Linked DNA regions of Columba livia: region 2 is linked to region 1. Evidence: chromatin contacts called from public Hi-C data. All regions are on one chromosome and are shown on one strand. The core of a region is the stretch at or near the end of the contact, and the rest is flanking DNA. Distances in the headings are between cores, read along the strand shown.

Region 1 (4,416 bases), core at 819-3,318:
GCAATAAACTGATTTTCCCAGGTGGCCTGAAACGTGCAGCAGTCAAAATTGTAAAGTATCATCTCTGCTTGAGGAATTCAATACATGCTGCAGGATGAGTTGCTGAGGAATGCACTAAGTGGATTCTCACCCCTTTCCAGTGCATCTGACGGGGCCAAATGAGATGGCTAATGAAAATGCTATTGAATAAGCAGCTCTGAAGGGAGGAAGTCATGCAGAATAGATAGATTTGTGATCACTGTAAGAACATCTGGCTAATGGTTATTCAAAATAAATACAAAGATCCAGAAACCCTGATTCATCTGAATCAGCTGCCCCTGCGACTATCAAAGGTGAATGTTTTAGCCATTGCCCTGGTGCAAAACATCTGAATCAGCTACTCCTAAGACTATCAAAGGTGAATGATTTATCTGTTTCCCTGATGCAAAACCTACTGAGGGATTCAACAAATGAAACTCTCTGGTAGTCAATGCAACCTGAGGGGACTATTGCATAAAGGAGAACAGGATTTATAATGAGGTGCCTGGGAGGGAAACACTGGGATTAAACAGGAGGCTGTTAAAATGATACAGGATTATTATGAGGTGTTTGGGGGAAGGGAGGAACAATGGTAGATCAGGGAAGAACAGAAAAGATTGAGGTGGATTGGGGAAGCGGAGTAAAAAGGACCATTTTCATGTAAGCAGGCTGCTGGCCAATATGTATGTGTGACTGATGGGCACTATCTATCCTATCTTCCTTTTAAATTCTGTTTTTAACTACCTTCCATGTGATGGTGTTCTCTGTTCTTTGTCTGTGCATGTGATCGGCTCATGAACTCCAAGCCAGAGCAGTTGGTGAGTCAAAGGAGCGATCTAGGAGATGTGTACTAGGGGACCCTTGAAGGGGGTTTCCCTGAGCACCACCCTGCGTCCTGTGTGTCCCTGTGCAGACCCAGGCTCAGAGCAGGCAGAAGCAGGGCCAGGGCACCTAACACTCACCATTTGTAGGATTAAGGACTTGATGCCAAAAAAAAAAAGCCCCCAAAGAAACCAATTGTTGAAATCGGCAGAGATTCACAGAGAAATCGGGAAGCTCTGAATTGAGCCCATGCACATCATGGCAAGGTTACTTATAATCTATACGCAACCTCCCAGTGTTATTGAGAGAATTACTGCTATCCTGTGTGTTGCTTCACCATCTGAGGAAGTTATTGACAACAGAGGTGGTTGTGGGGGACAGCACTCTGTCAAAGAAAAGAGGGTACGTGACAAAGGGAACATCCGATTGTGAAAAATTTGTTTTCATACCAGCAAGCACTTCAGGCACTAGACAGAAGAGGAGGTGCTTTCACATGCAGCCCGGCAGACAATACAGATTTGGGCTTTTAAAGTTACTGTCTCAGAACCAGAAGCTCAGGGAGAAGAAACTGGATCTGGGGGCAGACCAAGGCTACAGCAGGTAGCAGGTTTTTTGGATTAAGCGCAAACAGGTCAGCAAAAGCGTATTATTTTAGACTTAATTATGATCAATGGGCCACTGTTGGTTTCAGGCTTTTTAAAACAAAGGCTCCTTGTTTCCTCCTTGAAAGACTCCAAAAAGGAAAAGATCTAAGCAAAATGGAGACATAGGGAAAGAAAGAGAACAGACTAGTATTGTACATTCATTCTCAATGATCTAAAACATGAATGTTTTAGTTCAGTGTAGAAGCTCCCTGTGCAACCCTGTTCTGTTCTTGAATTCATATTCTGCTGCTTCTTTGGGTTTGTTTTCTTGGGGTTTTTTTGTTTGATTTTTTTTTTTTTTTGTAAATTCTTCAGAGCAGTATGAGGATAAAGCAACGAGTGATTTCTCCAAGCACACACAGCAGCACAGTTATTGTGAAATACAGCTCTTCCGTAGTTTGATACGGTAACTGCCCACACCCTCTCCTCCTCTTCCCAAGTGCTGTGTTTTCTTCTACCCTTTCATTTAAAGCATTATCTAAAACCTGAAGAAATTCTGTAAAATTACTATCGATTGCTGCTAACAGTGGTGAGCAACCAGGTACCAGCAATTGTGGAGGCCTGACACTAACAAATCATCCATATTTCATTGCCGTGGTGTTGATCTAAAGCTTATCAACAATAAGGGGGGATTTCTTCTGGCTTTTGATGAAAGCTTTCTGTCTCTTAATGCTGTTTAGAGCAGATGTGTTTGGCACAATGTTTCACTCTACAGGAGCACATCTCTCCAGTGCCATTAAAACAGCATTTACAGCAGTGGGATATATTTTCCTTACTTATTTTATAACATACATCTCCACTGACACTTGACGTTTTGAGGAGATGACTTTCTTTGCATTTCAGGATTATGAAGACTGGGGCAGGAACATGAAAATTGCATTGATTTTTTTCTATAACAAGAAATCTACTTCCCTTTATTTCTTCTGAGATATTAACATAGAAGCAGATCTTTCCATCTGAGCCTTGCGGAAGAACCATGGTAACCATCCAGAGCCACGCTGATTTCAGTGGGCTTTTAAATCTGTCATCACAGCATAAATCAGATCCATAATATGGTGTTTCCAAAGCTGAAATATTATGGCCTCTGTATATATATATATATGGTACACCACAAGCATACAAAATGCCCTAAAATTCAGCAGAAGGGAGTGTAAAAATCGTAATGCAGAAACATACTAATCATGTCATCCATTCCTACAGGGAAAAAAACAAAACAAAACAATAAAAACGAACAAACAAAACCACCACCATCAAAAAAACCCAGACGCTAGAGGCTTCCAAATGTGCCATAGCAGGGACCTGCTGGAGCTCGCGTGCTGCTGCAGCCCCACCAGCATCCCACACGTGGCAGTGGACACTCACCAGAAAGCAGAAAGAGAAATTGCTATAACTTCTGTGTCGCGGTGCCACAGAGTGAGGGCAGCAGAACCCACTTCAGGCTTTGGCTTGGTTTTGACATGATTTCCAGTTGGTTGGGAATAAAGAGAGGATGTCAGCTTCATTATCACGCATCCCTAGAGGAAAAAATATATTTGCAAAGCAACTTATTAGTAATTGGCAAATTATCAGTGAAGTGCCTTACTTTTCTTGCATGCAAATACTTATGAGCAATTATGCTTATTGCGTTTTAGATTTACAACTTAGTTTTACTTTGCACTCCTTGCAGGCCAGCCTCAGTTACTATCTAATCTTGCAGGAAAGTGCTGCTGGAGGTGTGTAGGACTCCAGCTGGGCTGTTTGCCCTGCAGCCTCCACACGGGGCAAGTCAGAGCTGCGGAGGTGCCCTGAGCAAGGACAGAACTGGGCTTGTCATTGCTCGGTGCCCTTTCACCATCAGCCAGCCCACAGATGCCCTGGAGCACCTTCTTCAGCTGCCTGTTACATGCCCAACTGCTCCCATGTTACAGATGCTGGTGCCAGACCCCCTACCTAACCTTCCTGTTCTTCAAAAAAAAGCCAAACAAGACATATAACTAGCACAAACACACATACTCATTGCCAATATTTTCTAACGCTTCTGTATAGGTGCTTATATATCAGACAGGCCACAAACCCAGTTTTCTCACAAGAAGCTTTGCATTTAAGTAGATTTTATGCATATGCTCTCGCACACGCACACAAAGTAACTGAAATAGCAGTGTGCCATTCACAGCTAGGGTTTATTCATGCTGTTTTCTGAGAAAGTTTGGCCAGTGCACATACATGTAAAACACCTCTTAGATGGAAGCAGCATGTACGAGAAACTGTGAGGTTCCAAGATAAAAAATGTGACGATAAATAACACTTGCAGCACACAGCAGCAGTCAGATAACTTATCTCAGAGTATAAAGGCACGTTTATGTACATGCCCCTTTAAAATAAAAGTCACTATTAGCTAGGATACTGTTGCTGTGACTGAAGAGAAGAACGCCAAATGAGAGATGTGAAAAAGCACATCATCTTCTAGGGAAAAAAATAACAATCGGGTGATATTTTTTTCGTACGTCTCAAGTGGTTGAGGCCTTTTAAGGACAAAGATGTTGGTCTCTAGTCCTTCTTGTGACTGTGGTTCGCATCAGCAAATCCATGGGCTTGCTACAGAACAAAAAAGAGAATCCTAAAGCGGAAAGTCCGAGATAGGAAGCAACTTACTCCCAGCAATCCCCCACGAAGAGAAGAAAATAGCCGTGTCCTCTTTCTCACAGTGTGCATGCTACTTCCCATGCACTTCATAGATGACAGGAATCTCAGCAAACACATTACTATTCAAGGCGCATAAAACCCCCATATGCTGCATATGTTTCTGGATCAGGTTTGTGCATGTAGTGTGTGTTTAGTGCAATCTGAAAATTTAATGCCAAAAATAATGCTTCTCTGTGCTTTCCATTTGTCGTGCTTTGACTTAACCTGCACTGAGGAACCTCACATCCAAACATTCTGGTTTCTATGAAAC
Region 2 (4,416 bases), core at 724-3,223, 180 kb after region 1:
TCTGTGCTGGAGTGGTTATAAAGCACAGCGTGGGTTTCTATCTTGATGAGAAAAATGTACTTCAGGGCGTTATAAAACATCTCATTAATGTCTTGTATGTTCTTGGTCATTGCCAAAACACATACAGGGATAATAATTAAGTGTGCACTCATCCTAAAAGTAACAGTGAATAAGTCTTTTGAGCCTGTGATATGTATTAACATGTCATATACAATTATAGTGGGAATGTGTGTGTCTGGAAAAAAAAAAAATAGGTCTTGCTTTTATTTTTTGAGATCATTGTGGGAAAATATCTGGTTCTATTAAGAAGGCCTTTGCCTTTACTTCCTAGGGTAGTTTCAATGGAAGTACTCAGTGTTGCAGGAAAGAGGTATTTTTAGAAAGAAAAAGTCAAACAAGTATTTTACATGAGGCTTTTCCATTTAGTGCCCAGTGGCCTTATCTCTGAGTGCTTGTGAGTCTGAACAAATGGTGTTCAGCATTTGCTGGAAAAGTATCACAAAGGTTGAAATGTAGCGGGAGAAATGTTACATGCCAGTGTTTTTTCTGCTATGTTCCTCATAAAGCTTTCACAATGTCTACGTTTCTGTGGTGTTAAAGGTGGATTTAATTTTTTACTTCAGGTATTTCAGGTACTTGCAGGGACTGACCATGCTATGGTGGCTACAGGTCTGCTGCCCGTCATGCTGTGTTGTGGTTTTGTCTCATTGCCTCGTGTCAAATAATGGCTTGTCAAATACCTCACCATCTTTCTGTGCAGCATGGCACTAATGCTAGAAATATTCACAGCTGATAATAATTTTTCTTACAAAGTTGTAAGTTAGTTTTGCGTGTAAGGTTTGCAAATTTCTTAATTTAATTTTGCTACTCCACAATAGAAAATGAAACAGGCAAAAATAGGCATGTTTGTCCCTGCAAGTGTTTGCAGTGTGCTGCAAGAGTAAGCCTGCCTCTAGTCTGAGCCTGGGAGAACAGTACTGTTGTTATAGTCACATTTTAAGATAGTATGTTACATAATTAGTTTTTGTAAGCAAAGCAGGCAATGGTATTCCTTTGTTTCTAACACAAATAGTATAGTTGTTTTCTTTCTTCTTGGTTTTCTTCCCCTTTTCAGGTGGCAAAGTCTGGGTAGAAGCAGGGATTATTTGTTCTTTAATGAGTAAACGATGGAAAACAAAGTTAATAATTATACTGCTGTGGCTACTGTGTTCCTGACAGAGGTCTATCGGTTATGGTTTTCTCTTACGCATTTCAGTCGTTTTGGCAATGTTTTAAAAACACATTATTGAAATAGTTGCCTGTAGTTCCAGCTCCTCTTTTTTATAGTTCTTGGTTAACAGGGCACATGTTACCAGTGAAGTTACCAGTGAATGATTTGTTACTCCACACAGAACATCCTTTCTAACTGTTTCCTGCCATGGTAGATACTTGATGTTTGCTAAGTCACTGTGGCAAAACTTAGCGTAGTTTACATATCTATAAAGTGTGTAGGTCTGCCTCTCCAGTATGACTGGTGATCTTAATTATCTCAGTTGCAGAATATCTGATTTGAAACATTTGAAAATGGCAACCAGTTTTAGAGCTGTGTGACTTTTAAAAAATACGGCTCTTTCTCTTGCTGTCTAAATTGCAATTGTAATAGCAATTTTTATTACACAAACACGTGTTTGCAACAATTCTAACAGACTTAGAACCTTGAATTGCATACACTCTTAATTGACATTCAAGGAAAAGAAGATCAGTGCTGTCAAATACAGGAAACCGTCCTTTTAGAGGACATCCAGAAACCTTTTGCAGCACTGTCAGTTAAAAGTTTACTTCTCGATGCATACAAACATGATGAGGTAATAATTTACTAGAATTTATTTCAATGTAAATGAAACAAAATCACTGAAGAGAAAAGAAGGGGTTCTTACATTTTAGAATTGCTTAGTGATGTGTAGAAACTAATTCCTGGGGTCTGTAAGTTTTTTCAGGTCACTATTGTACAGGCATGCTTTTTGCTTCACGAAGCTTCTGTTGCCTTGGTGTTAGACCATCCCAACTAGGAACGGATTTGCTTTCCAGATCCAGAAAACTTTCGGCCTCTGCAGTAAGTATTCCTTCAGCTTCATAGATTAAAATACTGCACAAAATAGTTTTGAAATGCACTAATTTTGCAATGATGCCAGTATATATGCATTAGCTGTGTTTTCCTTATTTTTGTTACATTGATCCAAGCATTTAATATCAAGAACATTATAAGATATTTGAATCAGTCAAATATTTAACCACACTAGCGTAACACATATTTGGTGATTACTGCTTTGTGTATCCTTTCCAGTCTTTAAAGTCATGTTAGCACATATTGCTCCAGAAGGATTGCCCAGCGGTTAGGGCAATAGAGCTTGAGATACAGGAGACAGCTTTATCATAGACTTTTGGTAAAAAATTAATTTATTTGCACCTCAGTTTTCATGTAATTAAATAAGAGTAGTGGTGCTTCTTGATATTGCAATAACACAGGGTATACAAGTATCTCAATTTTATGCAGAATCCTCTCTGTTTCCCAGTTTAACTACTTATAAGATTGTTTAACATAATTTTAACTCTTCTGGTTTTGTTGAGAGAAAACAGAACTATGCAACATGGTAGGTTGTTGTAGGTTGCACTTTGCATTTCTTATAAAACATTGGAATGTAAATTGTGTTTGCAGGTCAGGACAGATGTCTATCTAGTCAGCACCTCAGGTCAACCAAGGCATATGTCAGATCCTTCAAAACAGATGTTCAAAACATTATACTGGATAGTTGTGGTACATTTTACCCATATGAGAAGTTTGAATGTGCAAGCCACTTTTTGAAGGTCATCATTTGCCTCAGCCAGTTGTTCATAAGCTGTCAGTATTTATATTCTATATAATGGAGTTGGATATTCTCACTAAACATGCTGAAATCTAATCTTGATTGTTTTGTTTTTAAATTTTTGGAAGATCTTGCCTTCATTTGTAGCTTTTGACATATAAATTCTACAATATAATTATGCACCATGCTTCTGTTGTTATTAAATATATTACCATTAAATTTAATCACAAGTTTCTTTGCATTAGGAAGAAAGATAAATATGAGTAGCACCTGACTTTATATCAGGTGCTTTCCCTGACAGAAGGTGTTATGGAAAGCAGGAGGTCAGAGTTAGAGCTTGATGCTGCTTAACACTGATCTTAAACTCATGGAAATCCTAGCCTTGCACCTAGAAATGGCTCGAAGATTATCAAGTGATGACTTAACTGTGCTAAAATGTAAGAGTCTTAAGAATTCTCATGACCTTGAGGAACAAGAGTGTTGCTCAAGGTATCATTTAAAAATGTCAGTTAATTGGTTGGCTTTCTCAAATTAATAAGGTGGACCTGAATCTCACTGTAAGCTGAATCTGTGAAAACCTGAAAACTAATGCAGGTCCAGCTGTTCTGTTATAAAACTAGTTTCAAGGCACAAGAAAAAATAAATAGGAAAACTTAAGTAATGGAATATTTAAACTTAAAGTAGTATGAGAACTGTAAGGTGGATCCTTATTTTACTGGTTAATACATTTTTAGCTAGGGAAGGTTACTTAATGCAGTTAAAATTTGCGTTGTAGAGTTAATTATGAAAGTAATGCAGTTGATAAACCTTTAGCTTTTAGAAAATTGAAACAATTTCAAGAGGAATCGGTCAATGGAACAAATTTACATGTGGCAGAATACAGAATTCTCATTATTCACTGGAAAGATTCAAGGCGAGAGGTCTTATTCCTTGTAGTGTGAGAAGTAGTCTAACATGTGAAAAGATGTGTGTAGGGGGCTCAGTCTAAGTAGTACCTGTGTTATTTGTACAGTATTACAGTTATTTGTACAGTTATACAGCACAGCCAAACATTAATCATATTTACCAAGACATGCACTGTAAAATTGGATTAATCTTCTCAACCATATGTGTGTTTTTAAATAGATGCAGTATAGATTACCTAGTCAGAACTCCCTCTGTGTTCTGTGTCAAGAAGGTGCAACATTAGCTGTCTAGTTATCTTAATGGTTTTCTTCCTTTGGACAAATAAAATGTGTCCTGTGTTTGATTCCTCTGGTGTTTGTGTCTCATAGATGAGGTCAGAATGAGATTTCTAGAGAAGACATATGAACAGAGATGTGTCTGTTAATTTTCTAGCTTCCCACTTTACAGATTGCTATGTATGTGGTAGCTTCGGTACGGTGAACAGGTTGAGCGCAAACATGTGCCTGCATAGTATTTCCACTGTGAGACGTTCCCATTGATTCGACGTTGAAACTTGGAATGTAATGGTAATGCAGACATTTTATGTTCAGAGTAGGGTAGCTAGCGTATGGGTTTTGAATCTTGCAGACAATAACAATAGTTACCAGTGGTAAAAGTCACTAAAATC

Evidence for each region. A called contact is a pair of places that touch in the nucleus more often than the background predicts.
Region 2: a Hi-C map of liver shows a contact between it and region 1, with 2.8 times the contacts expected there. The contact joins the promoter of KYAT3 here to the enhancer-like site in region 1. A contact is called at or near these places in 2 of 2 Hi-C or Micro-C datasets (crop and liver).

What each region holds. Positions count from the first base shown.
Region 1 is chr8:25,464,328-25,468,743 of bColLiv1.pat.W.v2, forward strand. It overlaps ZNF326 (zinc finger protein 326), which reads right to left. Exons shown (of 13, transcript XM_021292332.2): 2 at 2,847-2,998. Among named protein-coding and RNA genes, the nearest start is that of ZNF326, 58 kb to the right of the region's middle. Within about 2 kb of position 2,069, at least 1 of the 3 cell types and tissues checked has an H3K27ac peak away from gene starts, as active enhancers do.
Region 2 is chr8:25,647,279-25,651,694 of bColLiv1.pat.W.v2, forward strand. KYAT3 (kynurenine aminotransferase 3) reads left to right here and starts at 1,974. Exons shown (of 14, transcript XM_065071184.1): 1 at 1,974-2,092. The coding sequence starts at 1,994. All of the region lies in intron 1 of LRRC8B (leucine rich repeat containing 8 VRAC subunit B), which reads right to left.